Regions from separate parts of the Canis lupus genome. Here region 1 is linked to region 2. A link is a contact called in public Hi-C data. All regions are on one chromosome and are shown on one strand. The core of a region is the stretch at or near the end of the contact, and the rest is flanking DNA. Distances in the headings are between cores, read along the strand shown. Region 1 holds the start of HINT3 (histidine triad nucleotide-binding protein 3). Region 2 holds the start of LOC111096211.

The links. Hi-C and Micro-C count contacts between places; a contact is called where the count stands out from the background.
Region 1: a contact with region 2 is called in a Hi-C map of blood, with 6 times the contacts expected there. The contact joins the promoter of HINT3 here to the promoter of LOC111096211 in region 2. A contact is called at or near these places in 2 of 9 Hi-C or Micro-C datasets (amygdala and blood).

What each region holds. Positions count from the first base shown.
Region 1 is chr1:65,401,282-65,407,664 of UU_Cfam_GSD_1.0, reverse strand. HINT3 (histidine triad nucleotide-binding protein 3) reads right to left here and starts at 4,324. Exons shown (of 5, transcript XM_038526727.1): 1 at 4,104-4,324. The coding sequence starts at 4,304. LOC119870675 (a long non-coding RNA gene) reads left to right here and starts at 4,566. Exons shown (of 2, transcript XR_005353115.1): 1 at 4,566-4,885; 2 at 5,860-6,383.
Region 2 is chr1:64,829,374-64,835,511 of UU_Cfam_GSD_1.0, reverse strand. LOC111096211 reads right to left here and starts at 2,102. Exons shown (of 6, transcript XR_005353878.1): 1 at 2,044-2,102; 2 at 1,532-1,644; 3 at 1,172-1,216; 4 at 577-693. It overlaps LOC111098237, which reads right to left. Exons shown (of 4, transcript XM_038525608.1): 2 at 5,326-5,485; 3 at 3,727-4,035; 4 at 2,165-2,224. The coding sequence starts at 5,418. The coding sequence ends at 2,198. LOC119869890 (a small nuclear RNA gene) reads left to right here and starts at 573; the gene lies at 573-675.

The sequences.
Region 1 (6,383 bases), core at 3,075-5,574, 570 kb before region 2:
AGTTGTCAGGTGAAGTGCTGCTCTGGATGTCACTTTTTTTTTTTTTTCCTAAGATTTTTATTTATTTAACGGGGAGGGAGGGAGTGAGGGAGGGAGGAAGAGAGAGAGAGAGAGAGATTGTGCAGGCACAAGCAGGGGGAGCAGCAGAGGGAAAGGGAGAAGCAGGCTCTCTCTCAGCTGCGGCTGCGCCAGGAGCCCAAAGCAGGGCTGGATCCCAGGACCTTGGGGTCATGACCCGATCCGAAGGCAGGTGCTCAACCACTGAGCCACCCAGGTGCCCCTGGATGTCATTCTTGAAGGTTTTTCCTTGAGCCCTTGCAACAACCTTTTTTTAAAGCATATAATTCCCTATATTACATCAATTTCTGCTTTAAATAGCTAGTTTTTCTCTCTGCAGCTGACCCCCGACTGATATCTAAAGCAACATTTGAAAGAACATTTCAGTATCACACCATCTGACGTGTAGGGTGAATTTGATTAAAGAAGAGGGAGGACGTTAAAGTTAAACCAGTATTTCCTCAGCATGGCCTCAAGCAAGATAAAAATAAACATCTAGCCTGGTATTTCTCAACCATGTTTTCAGTCACCCCTCGAGGACGTTCTGAAGACTTTTTTCCCTGATTCCACTCTCATGGTATTTCGATATTGCAGATACACTCCTTACCTGTTTAGGTCTATCATGTTTGCCTTTGCCTCATACCATCCCCCCAAAATCAACTTTTTTCTCCCCACCCCGAGAATGCATGGCATAGTATTTGCTTAGTTTCAACTCTGCAGTATACAACAAAAATACGGTATACAGTTATGGAGCGAGGAATCTTCTCTGGCTTTTGCCAGAAAAGTTTCTTGGACTAAGCCCTATGATGCTAATAACTCCAATTATTCCAAATCAAATTTTCTCCTCTGTACTTAATTATGTCTACCCTACTTGGATATCAATCCAATAGTTTCTATTTATAAGAAACATATATGAATGAATATAAGGCTATAATATATATAGAGTTTTTACTAAATATTTATAATAAACATGAACAAATATAAAAATATACTATATATAATGCAAAATATACAAATTAAAGATTGGGTTCTCTTTTTAAAAAGATCTTTAACCTTTGATTAGTGAGCTCTTATATATTAAATCATCTTAGATTCAATATTTAAAAGATCTGCAACTTTTTGAGACACTGTTTACAAGATGTGCACCTTGCTTATGTTCTGTATTACACGGACTACAGCATATATTCATCCTGTGCCATCTATGTAGGGAGCACATTAGCTCCAAGTATGGACTGTGTCTAATTTCCTCTATAAAAATGTTCCAGGCTTTTCACATACTTCTCTCTGGGAACATTTTATTATTCATTTGAGAGAGAGCAAAAGTAGGTAGAGGGACAAGGAGACTCCCCGCCGAGCAGGGAGCCCAACGTGGGGCTTGATCCCAGGTCTCCAGGACCATGACCCGGGGCCAAGGCAGGTGCCAGGCCAACTGGGCCACCCAGGCTGAGAATGTTCTTTAAAGAGAAAAAACCCTGACCTTTGGCCTGGAAAACATTGTGATAGACGTTTCAACCATCCCACCCCCTCTCGGTGACTAATTTTAGACAAAACTTTTTATACTACAAGTATATATTACTTACTCGTGTTCCTCAACACGGGTACTAGACTGTGCAACATTTAAATGCAGTTTGTAGGAATCTAAGGAATATTGAATTCTGTGAAGTAAAAAAAAAAAAAAAAAAAATTTTACTACTGGCTACCCTAATCTTCTATGTGGTGAGATAAGGAGTGGATGAAGAAGCAGAGCTAAAAAAAAAAAAAAAAAAAAAAGAAGCAGAGCTCAGCGGTCTGTCCCAACTCCACGGATCAGTTCAGCAGAGGCCACTGTACTTTCCAGACCACCAAGGCATGTATTCTTCCTCCCTGTCAACTGTGTCCAGTCTTCACTCCTTCCCCCGATATTCAGCACAGATTTCAAGGTCTGTCACTTTAGGCCTCTCTCTAGCCATAAATCCTTACCTTTGTTCCACTGCGCTTACGGAACACCTACGGGGCCAGACCCCAACCATGGGTTGACCCATGGGTTCACCTTGTCTAAAACTAGGTGGCTGCTGCTGGAGAGGTAAGGGATCACACAGCTAAACAAAACACAGCGTGTGGTAGAAGTGATGTAGGAACAGGTTAGGGGCAGACAGGACTAGGCAGGGAAGGATCAGGGAAAGGCCCCAGGCTCAGGCTCCTACCCACTCCAAAGAAACAGAGAGAAGACTGTAAAAATAGAAAAGTAAGTCTGGTCTCCTAGCTCCAAATGTGAGGGAGTATCCCCCCTTTTAATGGCCACTAATCACAGAAATATGTCATTAAGGGGTTATCAATCGTCCCTGCTCACACCAAGAGGCACAAGAGTCTCAAAGCCACGGGCTACCTGACTAGGCTACAGAAATCCCAGATGTAGAGAAAGGTTAGGGAGGAGATGTTACCCTGAGAAGTAAACACCTTGTTTGGGCTCATGATACTTACAAGAACACCTCCTTGGCTATTATGACCTTAGGAGTCCCCCACCTGTCTTCTAAATATGCACCCTGATAGTGACACGGAATTTGCCAAGTTCCCTGGTCAGTTCCCTATAAAGGGCAGACCTACATGGCGCCAGGGGCAGCCCTGTGGGGAGGTCACCCCTGAGAGCTTCCTCTGCATCTCTGCTTAGTAGACTTCTACGGCTTGGCTCACTGTCCTGGGTCCGGGAGGTTCCTGCTTCCACTCAGGGAGACAAGCTCCGCTGCTTCAGGACCACCTCACCAAGCTCCGGCGACTTGCAGCCACCTGCTCCGCGTTCAGGCCACCCTTTAGCCTATGACATCTGAACAGCGACTATCCTTCCTCCTACTCAGCCGTGAATCTCCAACACTAGGTGCTTACGACAGATTCGAGTGCATCTGTTCCAACAAAGGAATTAAGAATCACCAAAAAAAACACAAAACTAAACTAAACAAAACAAAAAAGCCCAAAATCTTTGGAGCTGATCCTCTCCCAAAGCAATTTCTTTAAAGGCACGTAGAAGTGATAGAAGAAAATGTGTATCAGATTATCTGTTTTCAGTACTTAGTGCTCTGAAAAAGTGCGCCGGTGCCAACTGACACCACCTGTAGGACCTGCGCCCTTCCGTGGGGAGCAGTGCGACCTCTGCCCCAGTGCCCCCCGCCCAGCTTCACTGAGCCTAACCAAGGAGCCTCTACAAGGACGAGCTCCTCTCCAGCAGCTCTCTCCCCTGGGGCAGGGGCCTGTGCAGGATGTGAGGCCGGTCTGGGCGGCGGGGACCAAGCCCTCTAGAAAACAGGCCACAAATGCTATTTTCTGCCAAATACCTCCTACCTGCACACAGAGGCCCAAGAGTTTGGCTTTATGGCTACATGGTGTCCCCACCCCACGCCCAACCCGCGCCCCAACCCTGCACAGCAAGGATCCTGCAGAGACCCTCACCGCTGGGGGGCGGGGACGTCGGGGCCTGGGGACAGTCCCGCTCTGGGGGGAGGATGTGGGGGGGCAGTCCCGCTCATGGGGGGAGAGGACATGGGGGGGGACAGTCCCGCTCATGGGGGGAGGATATGGGGGGGCAGTCCCGCTCATGGGGGGGGTAGGACGTCGGGGGGAGGGACAGTCCCGCTCATGGGGGGAGAGGACATGGCGGGGAGGACGTCGGGGGGGACAGTCCCGCTCTGGGGGGAGGATATGGGGGGGGCAGTCCCGCTCATGGGGGGGGAGAGGACGTCGGGGGGGGCCGTCGGGGGGGGACAGTCCCGCTCATGGGGGGAGAGGACGTGGGGGGGGACAGTCCCGCTCTGGGGAAGGATGTGGGGGGGCCCAGTCCCGCTCCCAGGGGACGGGGAGGACATGGGGGGGTTCAGTCCCGCCGGGGGGGGAGGGGGAGGACGTCGGGGGGGGGGACAGTCCCGCTGCGGGGCGGGGGGTGGGAGTACGTCAGGCCGGGGACAGTCCCGCTCCGAGCGGGGGAACGTCGGGCCGGGGACAGTCCCGCTCCGGGTCGCCGTGGGTCAGCAGCAGCAGCAGGCCCCCCCGCCCCCCGCCGCCCGCCGCCCGCCGCCCACCTCGCAGGGCAGCAGCTCGGTGCTGGGCTCCCGCCGGCCGGCGATGCGGCAGAACACGCACTTGCCGCCCTGCTCCTCCGCCCGCGACGACCTCGGGGCCACCTCGGCGGCCGGCAGGGAGGACTCCGCGGCGTCTGCGGCGGCCGCGGCCTGACAAGCCGGCCCCGACTCCGAGCCAGCGCGCTTCGACTCCTCCGCCATCGCCCCGCCGCGCCGAGCGCGTCCGCCGCCTGCACCTCGCGGTGTGACCTGGAGGCGTCGCCCGTCGCCCGCCGCTGCGAAGGACTGGGGGGGGGGGGGGGGGGGAAGGGGTTGGGCGCATGCGCGGGCCCTGGGGGCGGGCCCTGGGGGCGGGCCCTGGGGGCGACGCCGTGGGCCGCGTCAGAGCCAGCGGCCACGCGGGGGCGCGCGAGGACGCCGCGGGACTCGCCCCGCCCCCTTACGTCTCTTTGGTGAAGACGCACCGCGTCCTTCGCGACGCCGGAGCGCGGGGGGTCGCGGTGACGTCACGAGCGCGCCCGAAGGTGCGGCCGAGTGGAGCCTGGCGGGTGTGCAGGAGGTCCGCTCCGGAAACCGCAAGTTAGCGTCCCCGGACTCTATTGTGTTGTAAAAAAAAAAAAAAAGAAAAAAAGAAAAAAGTTAAAAATTCTTTCGTCTTAAGGGACTGAGCACAACTTCTAGAGCTTTCTTTCCAGCGTAGATTACGTTTGCTGTTTCCTGTGCCCCTTTTCGGCCACGACAGCTTCGTGCCTGAGCTCAGGGTGCCCCGAGCCGAACTTCCGGTGCGTTTGCTCTCGGTGGCGGGCGGCACCCGCGGGGCGGGGCGGGGCGGGGGGGGCTTGTCTCCCATTCCGCCCGCCCGGGGAAATGCGGAGGCGTCAGGGCCTGTGACGCCCCAGAGACTCCTGGCTCGCGCTTCGGGCCTCGGCCACAGCATGACCCAACTATGGCCCCCTCGACTCTCCGGCCCCTGGAAACCCTTGAGGAGCCACCCCCACCATCCCTACCGCCACTGTCCCCCCATACCCCCCCACCATCATCCCCACCCCCACTCCCCACCCCATCATTCCCCTACCCACCCCCCACCATCATCCCCACCCCACCCCCATCATCCCCACCCCCATCATCCCCCTCCCCACCCCATCATCCCCATCACCCCAATATCCCCCTACCCACCCCTCCACCATCATCCCCACCCCCATCACCCCATCATCCCCTTACCCAGCCCCCCACCATCATCCCCACCCCATCCCCCCACCCCATCCTCCCTACTCTCCCATCATCCCCACCCCCACTCCCCACCCACCCCCTCACCATCATCCCCACCCCACCCCCATCATCCGCACCATCACCCCCACTCCCCCTCCATCCCCACCCCCCACATCCCCTCCATCCCCACCCCCATCACCCTGACTCCCCCACCATCATCACTCCCACCCCCATCATCCCCATCATCCCCATCATCCCCACCATCCCCACCCCCATCATCCCCACTATCCCCACCCCCACCCCCACCATCCCCATCCCCCCCACCCCCCAACGACGTCCCCGTTAGTGACCTTGGTGTTCAGGGCGGCCTCCGCTCAGGCGGCTGGTCTGATCCCGCTCGGCGTCGCCCCGACCCCCGGATGTGCCGCGGGTCCCTCTCGCTGTTGTAAGGAGCGAGGCTGGCTTTCTGGTCGCCGCGGGAGATGAAGCGGACCCGGTCACAGGCCCGTCCAAACCCGGAACCCACCCGCCTTCTTCTTGAATGCAGACCTTGTTTTCTGACGCTGGAAAATCTCTTGAACTAGCTCTTGGGAGCGTCCTCGGTGTTCGTCGACTTTAGGAAATGACGCAGTCACAGCCCCCGTTGCGGATTCAGGCCGATGCTTGAGCGATTTCTGATACTTCAGTTGAAAGCATGCGTATGTGTTTTCAGTAGTTGCACACCTGTGTCGGAGACACTTGCTCGCGTGTTCCGCAGTTGGCCCAGCGGCTACAGGGGCCTTCCCAAGAGCTTCATCGCCCTCGGGGGCCGAGTGCCCACCCTTCCCACACGCGGTGATACGCCTTCACCTCCCCTGGTCCTTCCGAACTACCTTCGTTTCCATTTCTGCGCATCCAGATACCGCCTTCAGGCCTCTCCTCAAGTGCCTTCATGACTTTTTTTTTTTTTTAATTAACCAAACAAATAAATACTTCGTCTTGTGAATTCACATAGCAGTTTCTCAGTGCTTCTCTTGTAGAGCTTAGGACTCTGTATTCTATGCTATTTATGTGCAGTTTCTTTACTAGAAA
Region 2 (6,138 bases), core at 853-3,352:
GTAGCCGAGTAGCAGGAGGGGCAGGAGGGGCAGGCCTGGGCCCAGCCCACAGGTGGCCGTGGTGATCTCCTGGAGAAGAGCGCCACCTCTCATCGGGGACCTGTGCGGCTGCCCTCGGGCCGGAGTCTGACGACCTATCCCCGGACCAGTGGCTCTGTCTGTCCACCAGCCTTTCCCTGTTTGCACAGCATCTGATGACTTTGTCCACCAACAGCGGCGGAGTCCCTGACACTGTGCATCCCATCCTGCCCGCCTTAGGGAGAGCGCATAGGAGGTGGGTGCTCTGGAAACAAAGCCTGGGCTCCCTCTGTCCCTATGTTCTGTCCCCATCTGTGAATCCCCATTTAAGGGCCATGGGTGGGGTGCCTGGGATCCCTGGGTGGCTCAGTGGTTTAGCGCCTGCCTTCAGCCCAGGGTGTGATCCTCGAGACCTGGGATCGGGTCCCATGTCGGGCTCCCTGCAGGGAGACTGCTTCTCCCTCTGCCTGTGTCTCTGCCTCTCTGTCTCTGTCTCTCTCTCTCTCTCATTAATAAGTAAATAAAATCTTAAAAAAAAGTAATAAGGTCCATGGGTACCTGCCTCTGCAGCACACGTACTACAACTGGAGCAATACAGGATGAGCGTCTCCCCTGTGCAAGGATGACATGCAAATTCGTGAAGCGTCCCATCTTTTTAGGAAGTGCCTAGAATGTCTCAATTAAAGAATATATTTTAAAAAAATTTAAAGATTTTATTTATTCATGAGACACACACACACACACACACACACACACACACACACACAGAGGCAGAGACACAGGCAGAGGGAGAAGCAGGCTCCATGCAAGGAGCCTGATTCGGGACTCGATCCTAGGACTCCAGGATCATGCCCTGGGCCAAAGGCAGGCGCCAAAGTGCTGGGCCACCCAGAGATCCCCCCAAATTTTTTTTAAAAGAATATATTCTCTTGGTTCTGCTATGATGGCCCCAGACAGTGTTAACTTCCTCTTTTTTTTTTTTTTTTTCCTATTGTGGGTTTTGATTGTTTTGTTTTTGCCCCCGCCAGAAATTGGTTTTATGTGATGTGCCCAGGTCTTAGGTTCCTGGGAACCTATGGAAAAAAATTCCCTAAAACATCACAAATTTCCATAAGACATCAAACATAATAAAAAGCAATGGAAAATGTGTCACCTGTGTCTCAGTCTGGACTGGTCTTAAAAAATTCTGGATCTTCTGCTGAATAAAACAAATAACCAAATGTTAAATTCAGATTAAGAAATGTTCCTCAGCATAATGGGGATCTTAGAGGTCTTCTGGGGTCCTCCTGTTACACATGGGGACCCCGGGGTCCAGAGCGGTGCAGTGACTCCGTCATACACTTGCCCTGTTACTCCACACCCACTGACGACCATCCTAGGGCCCTTTCTTTGGGGCCACTCTTCCCCCACTTGGGTTCACAGAAGTTTGCAGCTTAGAGGGTACTGGAAAGATTGGGACTGTATAAACACTGACAGCCTAAGATATTAGGCTGCATTTGAACAGATTTCTTACCTCTATGCATCCACTGTGTTCTGTTTGTGTTGATAAAGTACAGATCTCTCTTTGACACGCAAAAAAACACAGGTGTTGATTCTCAATAGTCATGTAGATCACTGCGTGTATCTCTAAAATCGTTCATGTAAAATATTTGAAAAAAAAGCATTTTAGATTCTTCTTCTTTTTACAGCAAGTTGTAAGTAGGTATAAAAACAGATGCCTTTATGTGTTATTTGATGTTCATACGGTTCTTCCTAAATAACATGCTTGATTTTTAACAGAAGTTCTTGGAGATGATGTATTCTGAACGCCAGTGGTAGACTGGTGGTGTAATACATTATTTGCTATAAAGCGGTGCTGCCATTGCAGGAGAAAGGCAATGGGCTAATGGGCAATGGACTCTGGGTTTGAGTCCAGTGTCTGCCGCTTAGCTGCTCTGAGACCTAACCCAGGTTACTACACTCTCTGGTGGAGGCATAACCCGAAAATTCTTTGAAATTTATAAATCGAATTTAAGTGAGAATTACCATGGCTGGGGCGCCTGGGTGGCTCAGCAGTTGGGCGTCTGCCTTGGGCTCAGGTCATGACCCCGGGGTCCTGGGATCCAGTCCTGCATCGGGCTCCCAGGCAGGGAGCCTGCTTCTCCCTCTGCCTGTGTCTCTGCCTCTCTCTCTGGGTCTCTCAGGAATACATAAAAGAAATCTTTTTCTAAAAAAAAAAAAAAAAGTATTACTCTCTGGTGAATTTGCACAACCTACCTAAGCTCGACGTCCTGAGGGAATACTGATTAATGCACATCTTACGGGGTTGTGTTAAGATTAAATGCAGTGACATATCCAAGGTCCCAGGTGGGATGCTCAGCTCCCCAGCAAATAAACCTCCATTTATTTTAGTATGAGAAGATTCCTGGCTCTTGCTGTTCTTATGGTTCTATGGGATAGATAACCTGGAATATTTGGGTGTATAAACCCTCAAAACATTTTACCTAGGTCTCTGTCACCTATACATAGAGCTGTAGCTGAGACTTCACCTCCAAGGACATGGAGCAAATTCGAGTGTCATGAACAAACAAAAAAACAACAAAGAACAAAACCCACAGTTAACAATAAGGATTCACAAGTTTGAGAGCTGAACCCAAGAATAACTGCTCTTTATTCTGACCTTATCACTCCTGTCTTCAGAACTACTCCAAGCTAAGAATCAACTTCAGGATGTCTTCTTGACTCTACACCTGGAAAGTGTTCCCAATAATCTCACACCCTTTTTAAATATACAGTCTTACAAATGTCATATATATGTGTCCTTTTTTTCATTCTCATCACAGATATAACTTGCTCTTTTTCCTTTATTTTTGCTTTTACTTCTTTCCCCCTTTATTTTTACTCCATATCCTCTTTTAGATCATGAACTTCACAAAGGCTGAGCTCCTGTTTGGTTTTCCCCCCCACTATACCCCATGTGCAAGTTCTGTAAATGCTCCAAAGACCAGTAATGCCCTGACATTGCATCAACTTGCTTTCACCCTGCTCCTCTTTACCTCCTTGTTGCAGGTATGTCCTTGGGAAGTTTGCTGGAGCTCTCTGAACCTTAGCTTCTTTGTTCATAAAATGAAGACAACCTTGCAAAGTTGCAGTGAGACTTTTAAATACTATCTGGAGGGTTGCCCAGGTGGCTCAGTGGTTGAGCATCTGCCTTCAGCTCAGGGTGTGACCCTCGGGTCCCAGGGATCGAGTCTGACATGGGGCTCCTTGCATGGAGCCCGCTTCTCCCTCTGCCTGTGTCTCTGCCTCTCTCTCTGCATCTCTCATGGATAAATAAAATCTTTATAAAAAAATAAAAATAAACAACTAAACAAATAAATAATATCTTGAAAGCCCTTAGCACATAATAAGCCTCCAATATCAGGTCACTATCAGTGTTTCTGTAGGTTTTCTACTAGCATGATGGTCACCACCATCATTGAGGCCATCAACTCTGTACCTCAGATTCCCAAGAACCAAAGAAAAACACGGGAAAGGAGATAGGAAAAGCCAGGGAAGCGTGGGGAGAGCAGAAAGTTGACACTCAGTGGAAACTAGCGAGTACAGGGCAGTGGTTCCCAGATCCAGAAAGAACCAGAAAGAACACTGGTGGGATGGTGCCCCCTTGTGCCCATCCTCTGAGACTACAGGTGACACCTGTGGGAGGCGGGGAGTCCTGGCCAAAGGCACCTGCAACAAGCTCTCCTTGGGTCCACCCGGAGGCTGGGGACGGGCCGCCGTCCCCCGTGCCCCCAACAAGGAGGTGTGCACCCCGGTCTGCTCAACAGCCCTTGGCCAGGTGGCTGCTTGAGGCCCTCTGTGCTTGCAGAGCAGCTCAATGGCTCCTAGGCGGCGATGAACGGGCTGATCCCGAAGCAGCAGAGGACACGCCACGATGCTCTGAGACTTGCAAGTTGAACCGAGTCCTCGGCCTGCACGGAGAAATTTTTTTTTCCTCTTCTCAAAATCAGGAAGAAAATGGTCACCATTGGTGGAAGCCTAAAGAAAGACAGATTATCGGGGAGTGCAGGCACCGCCGAGGATCCCCAAGCTGGAACGGGGTGGAGGCGTCGGGCGGTGCAGACGCGGGGTCCCGCATCCCTGGGACACAGCAAGTCCCGAGCCACCACCCTTCTGGCCTTCGTTCGCCCGTCTCGGGTGGGATCTGGGAGGACAAGCTGATCCCAGCCTCAGGGGGAACCCGCGTGCCCCAGGACCGGGCCGCAGGTCCTGCAACCTCGAGGCCAGGTCGGCCGTGGCTCAGCATCTTGGACCCGGAGGCGCTGGGAGGATGTGACGGCCGGGCTGCCGTCTTTCGGCAGGACACCCCCCTGCCGGACCCCGTCGGCCTGCTGGCTGGACGAGCCGAGAGATGCTTGGATGGGTGCTCCCCGGGGACGGCGGGCCTGGCAGCAAGGGAGCCCCCGGGGCACGCACGGGCCCACCGCTGCCCCGGAGCCACGCTGCCACCTGCCTCCAGCACAGGCCGTGCGGCCCAGAGAGCCTGCGGGGACTGAGAGGGCACCGGGCCAGGCTGAGAAGCGCTGGCCAGGCTCAGGCCCGGGCCCCCCGAGTCACGCCTCGAGCTCCTGGCCTGGGCCACTCTGCTACAGATTGGGGAACAGGTCCTTAAAACAAGTCATTGGTTTGGTAGCCTGCAAACAGCCTCGCTACCCCGGGCTCCCCCCTCGCCTCCCCAGCTACACCGTATCCCCCCCCCCCCGGGAACCCCTCCGTCCGGTGTCCCCATCCTCAGAAAACCAACCGACAACCGGCTCGGGAGCTCAGGCCCGAGCTGCTGCAGTCGGAGAATGTCCAAGCTCGAGCCGGACGCAGAGGACGAGGCAGGGGCAACACAGCGGCTGAAGGTCCCGGTGGAGCCGTGGAAAGCTCCGGTCCCTGAAGACGGACGTCGGTGGAGACCTGCAGCCTCCCGGGAGGACCGGCGGGAGGAACCGTTTGCTCCGACCGTGGAGAGCAGAACAACACGGGGATGTCGTCCTTGGCCACACAGAGACCACCCCCCCCAACCTGCTCGCCACCCTGGGGACTGCAGAGGTGACTGTCACGCCTTGTAGTGGCCAGTGGCTTGGAGCCACGCTGGAAGAAGGCTGAAGAAGGCACATCCCCCGGCCACGTCAGGGCCACCCTGCGGCCACCACAGGCCGCTTCAGCAGGAAGCCTTCAGGGCCTGTGGTTCCGGGGCAAGCAGCCCACCCCGACGTCTTTGTGGCAACTGCTACCCTGGGCCACGGGCCAGAGAAGTGGCAAAGCAGGACAAAGCCCAACCTCCTCCTGAATCAACGTTCCTTCTATGACGTTCCTTCGCTCCCACACCTTCCAGGCATGAGCTGGGTCCTGGCTCTGCTTTTGCCAGGTCATCTCAAGGGTCAACACCTTCCTTTAATGCCCCTGTCCGTCCAGGGCCACGCTTGGGAGCTTTCCTATGCTACAAAGAAAGAAAGAAAGAAAGAAAGAAAGAAAGAGGGGTTACATGTAAAACTTTTTTTTTTTTTTACTCGTTTTAATATAAACATACCATCGGTTCTCTGCTACTGGAAAAGGAATAAGGAATTTGTTTGTAAGCATTTTCTCCTTGGCCACATAGGCCATGGCTCCCTAACCTCAGCACTCGTGACCCTTGGTGCTGGGAGAATCTTGTAGAATCTAGCAGCAGTCCTGGCCTTGGAATTACATTTGGTGCACTGCCTTTTGGCCTTCTTGGTGCTTCGTTAATATTTACTCCCTGGGGGGCCCCTACTCTCCAACCTTTTAACAAAGACTACTTATTGCCCTCACTCTTACTCTCTCTATTGCCATGCAGCTTTTGGACATTCTCCTCCAACACACCCCTTTTACTCTATTCGCAGACTGTATTCCCTGGTTTCCTCACTACAGTCCAACCTGAGAAGCATGTAACCCTCGATTGCACCACCACCCCCAATACGCTTCATACAACTTCCTCTCCCACTTTAGATCACCGACAGACTCCCTCCTCGAGATGCTCCCCTCCCGGTGCGGGGGGGGCACCCGGCAGCCCCTGGCACCGGGGGGAAGAGGAAAGGGCTAGCCATTCCATGGTGCCATGTATTCCCCGTTTTA